Linked DNA regions of Sus scrofa: region 2 is linked to region 1. A link is a contact called in public HiChIP or PLAC-seq data. All regions are on one chromosome and are shown on one strand. Each heading gives the region's core, a stretch centred on a gene start, on an enhancer-like site or on the middle of the called end of the contact. The rest is flanking DNA. Distances are from core to core; before and after follow the strand shown. Region 1 holds the start of MAP4K2 (mitogen-activated protein kinase kinase kinase kinase 2). Region 2 holds the start of FERMT3 (fermitin family homolog 3).

Region 1 (4,042 bases), core at 697-3,196:
TGCCCCCCTTTCCCCTTCCCCAGGGCACCCAGAGCCAGGGTTCTGCCCTCCAGGACCCAGAGTGCTTCGCCCACTTGCTGCGATTCTACGATGGCATCTGCAAATGGGAAGAGGGCAGCCCCACGCCGGTGCTGCACGTGGGCTGGGCCACCTTCCTCGTGCAGTCCCTAGGCCGTTTTGAGGGACAGGTGAGGGGCAGCTGTGCAGGGGGGTGGACAGGTGGTGACAGCAGCTGCAGAGGAGCCAGCCCCTTTGTACCCTGAAGGGGCTCTGCATCCCCTTTGGGTGCAGGTGAGGCCGAGGCCCCACGACGGGATGGCCGAGGCCGGGTCCTGGGCTTCCGGCCGCCCGGCCGCCCGGCCGCCCGCGTGCAGCCTCTTCCTCAGCCTGCCCTCCCCACCGGCGCAGGTGCGGCAGAAGGTACGCATCGTGAGCCGCGAGGCGGAGGCGGCCGAAGCGGAGGAGCCGTGGGGCGAGGAAGCCCGGGAAGGCCGGCGGCGAGGCCCGCGGCGGGAATCCAAGCCTGAGGAGCCGCCGCCGCCCAAGAAGCCGGCGCTGGACAAGGGCCCCGGCGCGGGCCAGGGCGCGGTGCCGGGAGCCCCCCGGAAGCCCCCAGGGACGGTCTCGGGCACTGCCCGCGGCCCCGAGGGCGGTAGCGCGGCGCCGACCCCGGCGCCCGCCGCCTCGCCGCCACCGGAGGGTCCGGTGCTGACTTTCCAGAGCGAGAAGATGAAGGGCATGAAGGAGCTGCTCGTGGCCACCAAGATCAATTCGAGCGCCATCAAGCTGCAGCTCACGGCGCAGTCACAAGTGCAGATGAAGAAGCAGAAGGTGTCTACACCTAGTGACTACACGCTTTCCTTCCTCAAGCGGCAGCGCAAGGGCCTTTGAAGTCGCCGGGCCTCCCCACCCGCCCACTGGGAGCCCGCCCTCCATCCGCTGAGGCTCCACCCCAGCCCCCTAGGGAGCCCGGGCTCCGCCCCCGGCCGAGGGCGCTTAGGCCCCGCCCTCAGGCCCCACCCTACCCGGAACCCAGGCTGCAGGTTCCCAGAGTACAGACTGTACCCAGCGCCCGAACCGAGGGCTTTGCCCAGTCGTTGGAATGTAGAGCCCATCCCCCAGGATCCCAGCTGGCCATTTGAAACCTTACCCTGAGCCCTTCACCAGTCTTTAAAGATCTAACCGCGGGAAACTCGGGCTCCACCTCAGAACCGAGGCTCTAGCCTTCGGCCTGACCAGTGTTGGCTCAAGGTTGCTTCCAGCCCCTAGGGCCGAGGTTTCATCCTAAACCCTAGAAGCACAGGTCCGGGAACCAAGGACCCCGCTCAGCCCCTTAGAGTACATTTCCGCACTTCGGAATTCCATCCTTTGGGAATCCAACCCCCCTACAGCCAAAAAGCCTAAGCAACGCTTCCAGAATTTGGAAATCATAGCTTCCTCCCTTCTCTATCCCATGAGTCCGGGACACGAAACGCTCCTGGCCTGTGTGAATCCTGAGCCCCGCCCCCTTCCTGACCAAACTGGCCCCAGATCAGAGCAGACCTCTCATCCGACCCTTTGGGAACCTCCCTGAGGTCCAGCCCGTCTCGGGGGACCCCGAGGAAATCTGCACGGGTTTGCAAATGGGTGAAGGGAGCCTGATCTCTTCCTGTTTTGTACATAGATTTATTTTTCAGTTGCGAGGAAGATGAATACATTTTGTAAAAAAAACAAAACAAAACTTGTCCGTGTGTCATGTGGGAACTTGCGGGTGGAGCGCCCCCTCCTTCCTCTGCTTTCTAGCCCTCCGGGCTTCGGGCTCCCCACCTGCAGAGCGCGAGGAAACGGTGGCTGGCTTCCCCCTGCGGCCGAGGGCCGCTCCCGCGGGCGCCTCCTCCCGGCCGGGCGGCGGGGCATCCCCGGCCTGGCCCCGCCCCGGGCCCCGGCCCCACCCCCGCGGCCTCGGAGCCACCGGCGCCCGCCCCGGCGGTCCCACCCCGCCCCGCCCCGCCCCGCGCCGCTCCGCGCCGGCTCCGCCGCTCCGCAGCTCGCGCCTGCCCGGCGCCGGGCCATGGCGCTACTGCAGAACGTGTCGCTGCAGGATCCACGGGACCGCTTCGAGCTGCTGCAGCGCGTGGGGGCCGGGACCTATGGCGACGTCTACAAGGTGCGCCGGGCGGCGGGACTGGCGGGAGAGAGGCGAGGAGGGTGCGCACTCCGCGCCCGCTGCGGGATCCAGCCCCCAGCCCCGCCCCCTCCTCATCCCGCTTCACCCCTCCGCCCCTTGCAGGCCCGCGACACGGTCACGTCCGAACTGGCCGCGGTCAAGATAGTCAAGCTAGATCCAGGTGAGGGCCCGGGGCCAGGCCCTTAGCGCCAGAGGGAGGGCACCGCGCCGCGCGGGCGCGATGTGAGGGGCGGAGAGTTGACATTTCCGAGACCCCCTGAGAGGCAGGCCCTGGAGGCACCGTCAGCGGCACCTGTCTGGCCTGGAGGGAGGAGGCACTCTGTGCCCATTTTGCAGATGGGGGCGCCGAGTTAGGGTGAGCCCCACGCGGCCCCTTTAACGAAGCCCCATGTTTCCCAGGGGACGACATCAGTTCCCTCCAGCAGGAAATCACCATCCTGCGTGAGTGCCGCCACCCCAATGTGGTGGCCTACATTGGCAGCTACCTTAGGTGAGGTTGCTTGATCCCTTGCCCGCCCCCAGGCAGCCCCCACGTGGCCCTGCCAAGTGCCCACCCCAGCTCTGTGTCACCCCAGGAATGACCGCTTGTGGATCTGCATGGAGTTCTGCGGAGGGGGGTCCCTGCAGGAGATTTACCACGGTGAGGGCCAGGACTCCAGGGCCCAGGGGACCGCAGCCTTCTCCCCATCCCCTACCCCAACACAGGGCAGGAAGGGAGAGCTGGAGCCCTGGATTTGGGCCCCTGTCCATTTCTCACTGGCTGTGTGACCTTGAAAGAAACACTGTCCTTCTCTGGACTCTGAATCCCAGCCTACGCCGGGAGGGGATGTGGCCGGCTCTCCTTTCACCTAGCAGTGCCTGCTGCTTTCCCCACACAGGGTGGAGCCTGGGAGGGGCAGCATGTCCCCCGGACCCCCATGCCAGCCCTTACCCCTTCCATTTCAGCCACGGGGCCCCTGGAGGAACGGCAGATTGCCTATGTCTGCCGAGAGGCACTGAAGGTAGCTGGGCCCCTAGAGCTGCTCTCACCCTCAATCCCCAGGAGCTGGGCAGGGAGCCCTGTGGGCTGGTGTGTGTGTTGGGGGATGGGGTGGGTGGAGGCCTGAGGCAGAGCTGGCCTGGGGGGCTGTGGGTCCTGGGGGGAAGGGGCCCCCCGGCCCCCCAGCCCTGTTGCCGGAAGCAGCCCATTTCCCTCTTGGCTCAGCCACTTCCTGTTTGGGGAGAGGGGAGGAGGAAGCGGCTTGGGTGGGGGGCCCCAGTCCTGAGAGGGGGTTCAGGAGAGGTGGGAGATGCTGGGTCCCTGCTCTCAGGGGCTCCTCTTCGTCCCCAGGGGCTGCACCACTTGCATTCTCAGGGGAAGATCCACCGAGACATAAAGGTAGGGGTCTGGCCGGGGCATGGTGGGAGCGAGGAGGAGGCACTCGGGGACGCCAGACGGGACCTTCTCTCCTCCGTTCCCACAGGGAGCCAACCTTCTCCTCACCCTCCAGGGAGATGTCAAGCTGGGTCAGTACCATGGGGACACAATCAGGGCGAGGGTTCTTGGGAGCCCCTGGAGCCTTCGAGCCTGCGTTCACCTGCTACTTGTCCTTTGGCAAGTCGCTTTACCACTTGGGCCTCAGTTTCCCTGTTTGGAAAGTGAAAGCGGCTTCCCTTCCTGCTAGACGTTGGATGTGGTTGGGTCTGTATGGAGTCCTACACAGAACCCATCCGGGATAGCAGGTGGTTGGCCCCTGCTGGGACGGGACCTGGCTTTGCCTTATGCCTGGGGCAGCTGTGGCTGAACCTGGGCCACCTGCTGGCTGAGCCCTGCCAGCTGCATGGTGAACCTGAGCCCTGGAGCTGGATGAGAGCGGCCCTTTCCCCTGCAGCTGA
Region 2 (3,964 bases), core at 697-3,196, 540 kb after region 1:
GTGGGCCATGCCCCAGGGCCAACCGGGTTTTCGTTCTCTCTGCCCTACGAGGCCAGGCCTGCTGAGTCTCCATCTGACGCCCAGCCTCCTGAGGGACCCGCCAGTCTCCACTTCTGCTTTCACGGCCTCCTTGGGCCTTGCCTTCTAGAAGCTCCCCACACCACCTCAGCCTCTGGCCGGGCTGCCCGGGGCCCCGTGCTGTCCACAAGCTGACCGACCTCCCTCCTGGGCTCTGCAGGGCACATCAGCTGGTCTGAGGAATCCACCTGTCCCCACGGGCAAGGGCCCTGGGACCCAGGCTGCCTGGGCCTATCGGTGGGTCTGCCTTCCGGCTCTGGCTATCGGAGTGGGCCTGCTGCCCTCCCAGGAAGGGGCCGCCCCCGCTCCCAGCAGAGAAAGGCGATGAGAAGCCCCCATCACCAGGCCTGCTCCCTTCCAGGCTGATACCACAGGCCGCTCTGCTGTAACTTCCTGTGGGGGCAGGGCCTTCCCACCCAGGCTGGGCCTGTCACCAGCCTGCTGAGGGCTTCCGCCTGAGGAGAGGGTGTGGGAGTGAGTCCCTGTCACCAAGAGCCCCCTCTGCTCTCCCCTCAGACCCCCAGAATGACCCCCAAGGCCAGGCCTCTCCTGCCCAGAAGTGGGTGAACGGGGGACTGGGGCTGCCCCTTGGGGTCTTAGCAAAGCCAGTTGGAGGGGAGGAAGGAAAGACAGCGGGAGGGAGCGGAAGTTAAGTTGGGGAAATATCTTTTTTGGAACCAAATGATTAAGCTGCTGCCTGAGTCACTGCGACTCTGTTATCGAGAGCTGCGCAGCAGGGCCGGCCCGGAAGTGCCAGGGGACCCGTGGGCACTCACTGATCTCCTCCACAATCTTCAGGAGCACCCCACCGATGTGCGACTCCCCTGTGACCCGGAGGGTGACCGACTCGGCCTCGGGGTCCTCTTCTCCGACGAACACCCGCAGCTCCCAGGACGAGTCGATGTAGTCCCCCGTGGCTGTCTGCATGCCCGCCATGGCTGCGGTGGCTCTGCGGGAGGGTGGGCAGGACGCTGGGTGGGCAACCGGGGCCTGGCAGGTCGCCCGTGGTTCCCCGGGGCAAGCGGGAGGGAGAGAGTGAGCCCTCGGGCCAGAACGCCCCAACGGCAGCAAGACACGGGCCGAGTCGTTCCAGGCAGAGCGGAGATGGTTGAGCTGGAGGGACCCTCGGCGACCACGTCACCCAGCCCTCTCCCTTCGTACCAGACGGAAGATGAGGGCGGGTAAGAGAGGAAGGGGCTCCCTCAAGATGACTCAGCTCCATGCCCGTAGCCCGGCCCCAAGCCCACACTGGCAGCTGCCCACCCTGGAAATGGTTGTAAACCCAGGTCAGAAAATAGTCCGGATCAGGCCCAAAGCTCAGCTCCATCACCCCAAACCAGCCGGAGCCTCTCTAGGGCAGTGGGAAGTCCAGGCTGCCACATGGAGAGAGGCACGCTGGGCAGAGGGGCACCGGGAGGCCGGGGAAGACAAGGGTCTTTGGGCCTCCGGCCTCCCACCCACTTACCTTGTCTGCAAGGGGGTGGGGTTGCTGGTGGGGGGTCAGGGTGTGAGCCACTCCTGGCCTCAGCCCGCACACCTGCAGGCCACTGCTCGCTTCTTTCCCCTCCGCTTTCTCTCTGGAGCTTTCTTCAGAGGGCAGCCCTTGCGTCTTATCATGAACAGGGCGGGCTCAGCCCCTCCCCAGGGCGGGCTGGAGCTGGGTGCAGGAAGCAACTGCCAGTAGGGAGGTGGAGGTGGCGGTGGCGGTGAGGGTTCCACTGGGGCCCTGCCTTTGCTCCCAGTGAGCACAGGAAGCAAGTGGGGCTTGGGGACCCAAGACCACGCCAAGAGTCCCTTCCTTTGGAGGAAAGCTCAATTCAAATCAGAGAAGTTACCAAATCATGTTCCCCTAGAGAAAGCCATCTCTCATCTCCAACCTGTCATGAGGTGGGGGGGTCTCTGGGCTGTACGCATCACTCTGCTGCCAAGAGGGGGAGCTGTGGGTGGGATCCGGGTTGCTTGGGAACTTGGCAGGTCAAGTCAGCTCAAGCCTAGGAGGCCCTTTATCACCACAAAGCAGATCCGTGAAAGCCCCCCAACCCCGAGGGAAATACCCGCTTTGTCTTTTCTGCCCAAGCAGGGACTTCTACCTCCAAACCTGTCAGCCAGAGAGCTGCCCACGGGAGTGGCTGAACAGAAATTAGCCCTGATGTCTCCCAACCTGCCTGCCCCGCACCTTCAGGTCTTAAGGCTCCAGACTTGTTTCCGCCACTGTGGCACCACCTGCTCGTGCTTCCCTAGGCCAGGGCCCACGAGGCTCACTCCTGTTAAGTCCATACACACACGGGACTTGGAGACTCCTGGCAGCCCATCATCTTCCTGCCTATCACCCACACGGGTACCTGAGCTTTGGGAGCAAGGCCTTATATTCACCAGCAGCTCCCAAGCAGAAATTCTTTGTTTTTTGTCCTTTTAGGGCCTCAACCTCAGCACATGGAGGTTCCCAGGCTAGGGGTTGAATTGGAGCTACAACTGCCAGCCTATGCCATGGCCACAGCAATGCCAGATCCGGGACGAGTCTGCGACCTACACCACAGCTCATGGCAAGACCGGATCCTTAACCCACTGAGCAAGGCCAGGGATCAAACCCACAACCTCATGGTTCCTAGTCAGATTCGTTTTCGCTGTGCCACAATGGGAACTCCCCAAGCAGAAATCCAACTTTCTAGATGATCAGTTTGGGGATGGAACAGAGCCTGAAGAGACAGTAGCAACAAAGGTAGAGGAATCCCTGTGGAGGTGGCTTTTGAACTATGCCACCCAAATGAGTGAGGCGGCCTGCTGGGGATTCCCAAGGGGCCAGTTTATGCAAAGTCAAGGCTGCAGGAAGTGCAGCCAGCTGCTGGCCTCAGCTGCTTCCTAACCAACAAGCTGCACTCATGGAGCAAATGAGGAAGTTTTATTCCAGCCCCAGAAGAAACCCCAGGCCAAGGTTTTAGAAAGTTTGTTGCAACCATGATAAAGTGCTCAGGCTCAGTCCAGGGCAGGGAGTTAAGAAGTAAAACTTAACAAGCAGCAGCTGACAGACTTCAGCTCTCCAAAAGGGAGGTCTGAAGCATCTCTTGCAATGGAAATTGGTTTTGTTTCACGGGTGAGATCCAGCATCCTTTGGGTCTAACTGGTTTGTGGATTTGAGATTAGAATGTGGAGAACTGGAAGTTCATCTGAACCTCAGGAGCTGGGCCTCTCTGGGCTGGAGCCTCCGATTTCCCTCCAATGGTTCACTGAGCAACAGCACCACCTAGCGGCCACCTCACTAGGCTGTGGAACCAGGTCAAGCTCACACAGACCCCACCCCTTGAGGACAGACAGACAGGCTCTGGTTCTCAGGAGCCAATCTGCACTCACACTTCTGCCAACCCAGGCTGTGACCCCGCAGGACAGCAAAATCTTTTGGCATAAAAATTAGGGACACAGCCTTGTATAACCACGCCTGACTGGCTTGTTTTATTGGAGAAGAGGACGTGGAGTTAACAATGTGAGAACAGCTGGGACCTGAGGTTGGGAAGCACACCCTCCCCTCCCCATACAAGCCCACTGTCCCAAATAAAAAATAACCAACTATGGGAGAGCAGCTGAGACAGCGACTGGGGGCAGGGGAAGGAGACATGGAACTCGAGGGCAGCAGAAGAGACCATGCGTGTGCCGGGAGGGCCCAGAGGCAGCGGCTGCACGAGTAACGGAGTGTAAGTCTCTGCATCGTCCACAGGGGTCTGTATAAATATATAGCAGTTGTTCGCTTGTTTCCCCTCCTCTCCCTTCTGCTCCGTGCTGCGTGCCGCCGTCCCAGCTCCTCTTTCCACAGGAGGACGAAGGGAAGGGGGATGACGAACATGTCATCACCGAATTGCGATCAGACCCACGTCCATCAGCTTCTGGATCTTCT

The links. HiChIP or PLAC-seq counts read pairs in DNA pulled down with a chosen protein or histone mark.
Region 2: an H3K27ac HiChIP or PLAC-seq map of alveolar macrophages shows a contact between it and region 1. The contact joins the promoter of FERMT3 here to the promoter of MAP4K2 in region 1. A contact is called at or near these places in 1 of 5 promoter capture datasets (fetal liver) and 1 of 2 datasets of contacts at active chromatin or transcription factors (alveolar macrophages).

The regions. Positions count from the first base shown.
Region 1 is chr2:7,363,238-7,367,279 of Sscrofa11.1, forward strand. MAP4K2 (mitogen-activated protein kinase kinase kinase kinase 2) reads left to right here and starts at 1,947. Exons shown (of 32, transcript XM_005660728.2): 1 at 1,947-2,146; 2 at 2,270-2,327; 3 at 2,567-2,657; 4 at 2,743-2,807; 5 at 3,113-3,168; 6 at 3,498-3,545; 7 at 3,631-3,673; 8 at 4,039-4,042. The coding sequence starts at 2,051. MEN1 (menin) reads left to right here. Exons shown (of 10, transcript XM_003122585.5): 9 at 24-188; 10 at 409-1,715. The coding sequence ends at 891.
Region 2 is chr2:7,907,946-7,911,909 of Sscrofa11.1, forward strand. It overlaps FERMT3 (fermitin family homolog 3), which reads right to left and starts at 1,947. Exons shown (of 15, transcript XM_003122594.4): 1 at 1,544-1,947; 2 at 855-1,027. The coding sequence starts at 1,014. STIP1 (stress-induced-phosphoprotein 1) reads right to left here. Exons shown (of 15, transcript XM_003353794.4): 15 at 3,498-3,964. The coding sequence ends at 3,918.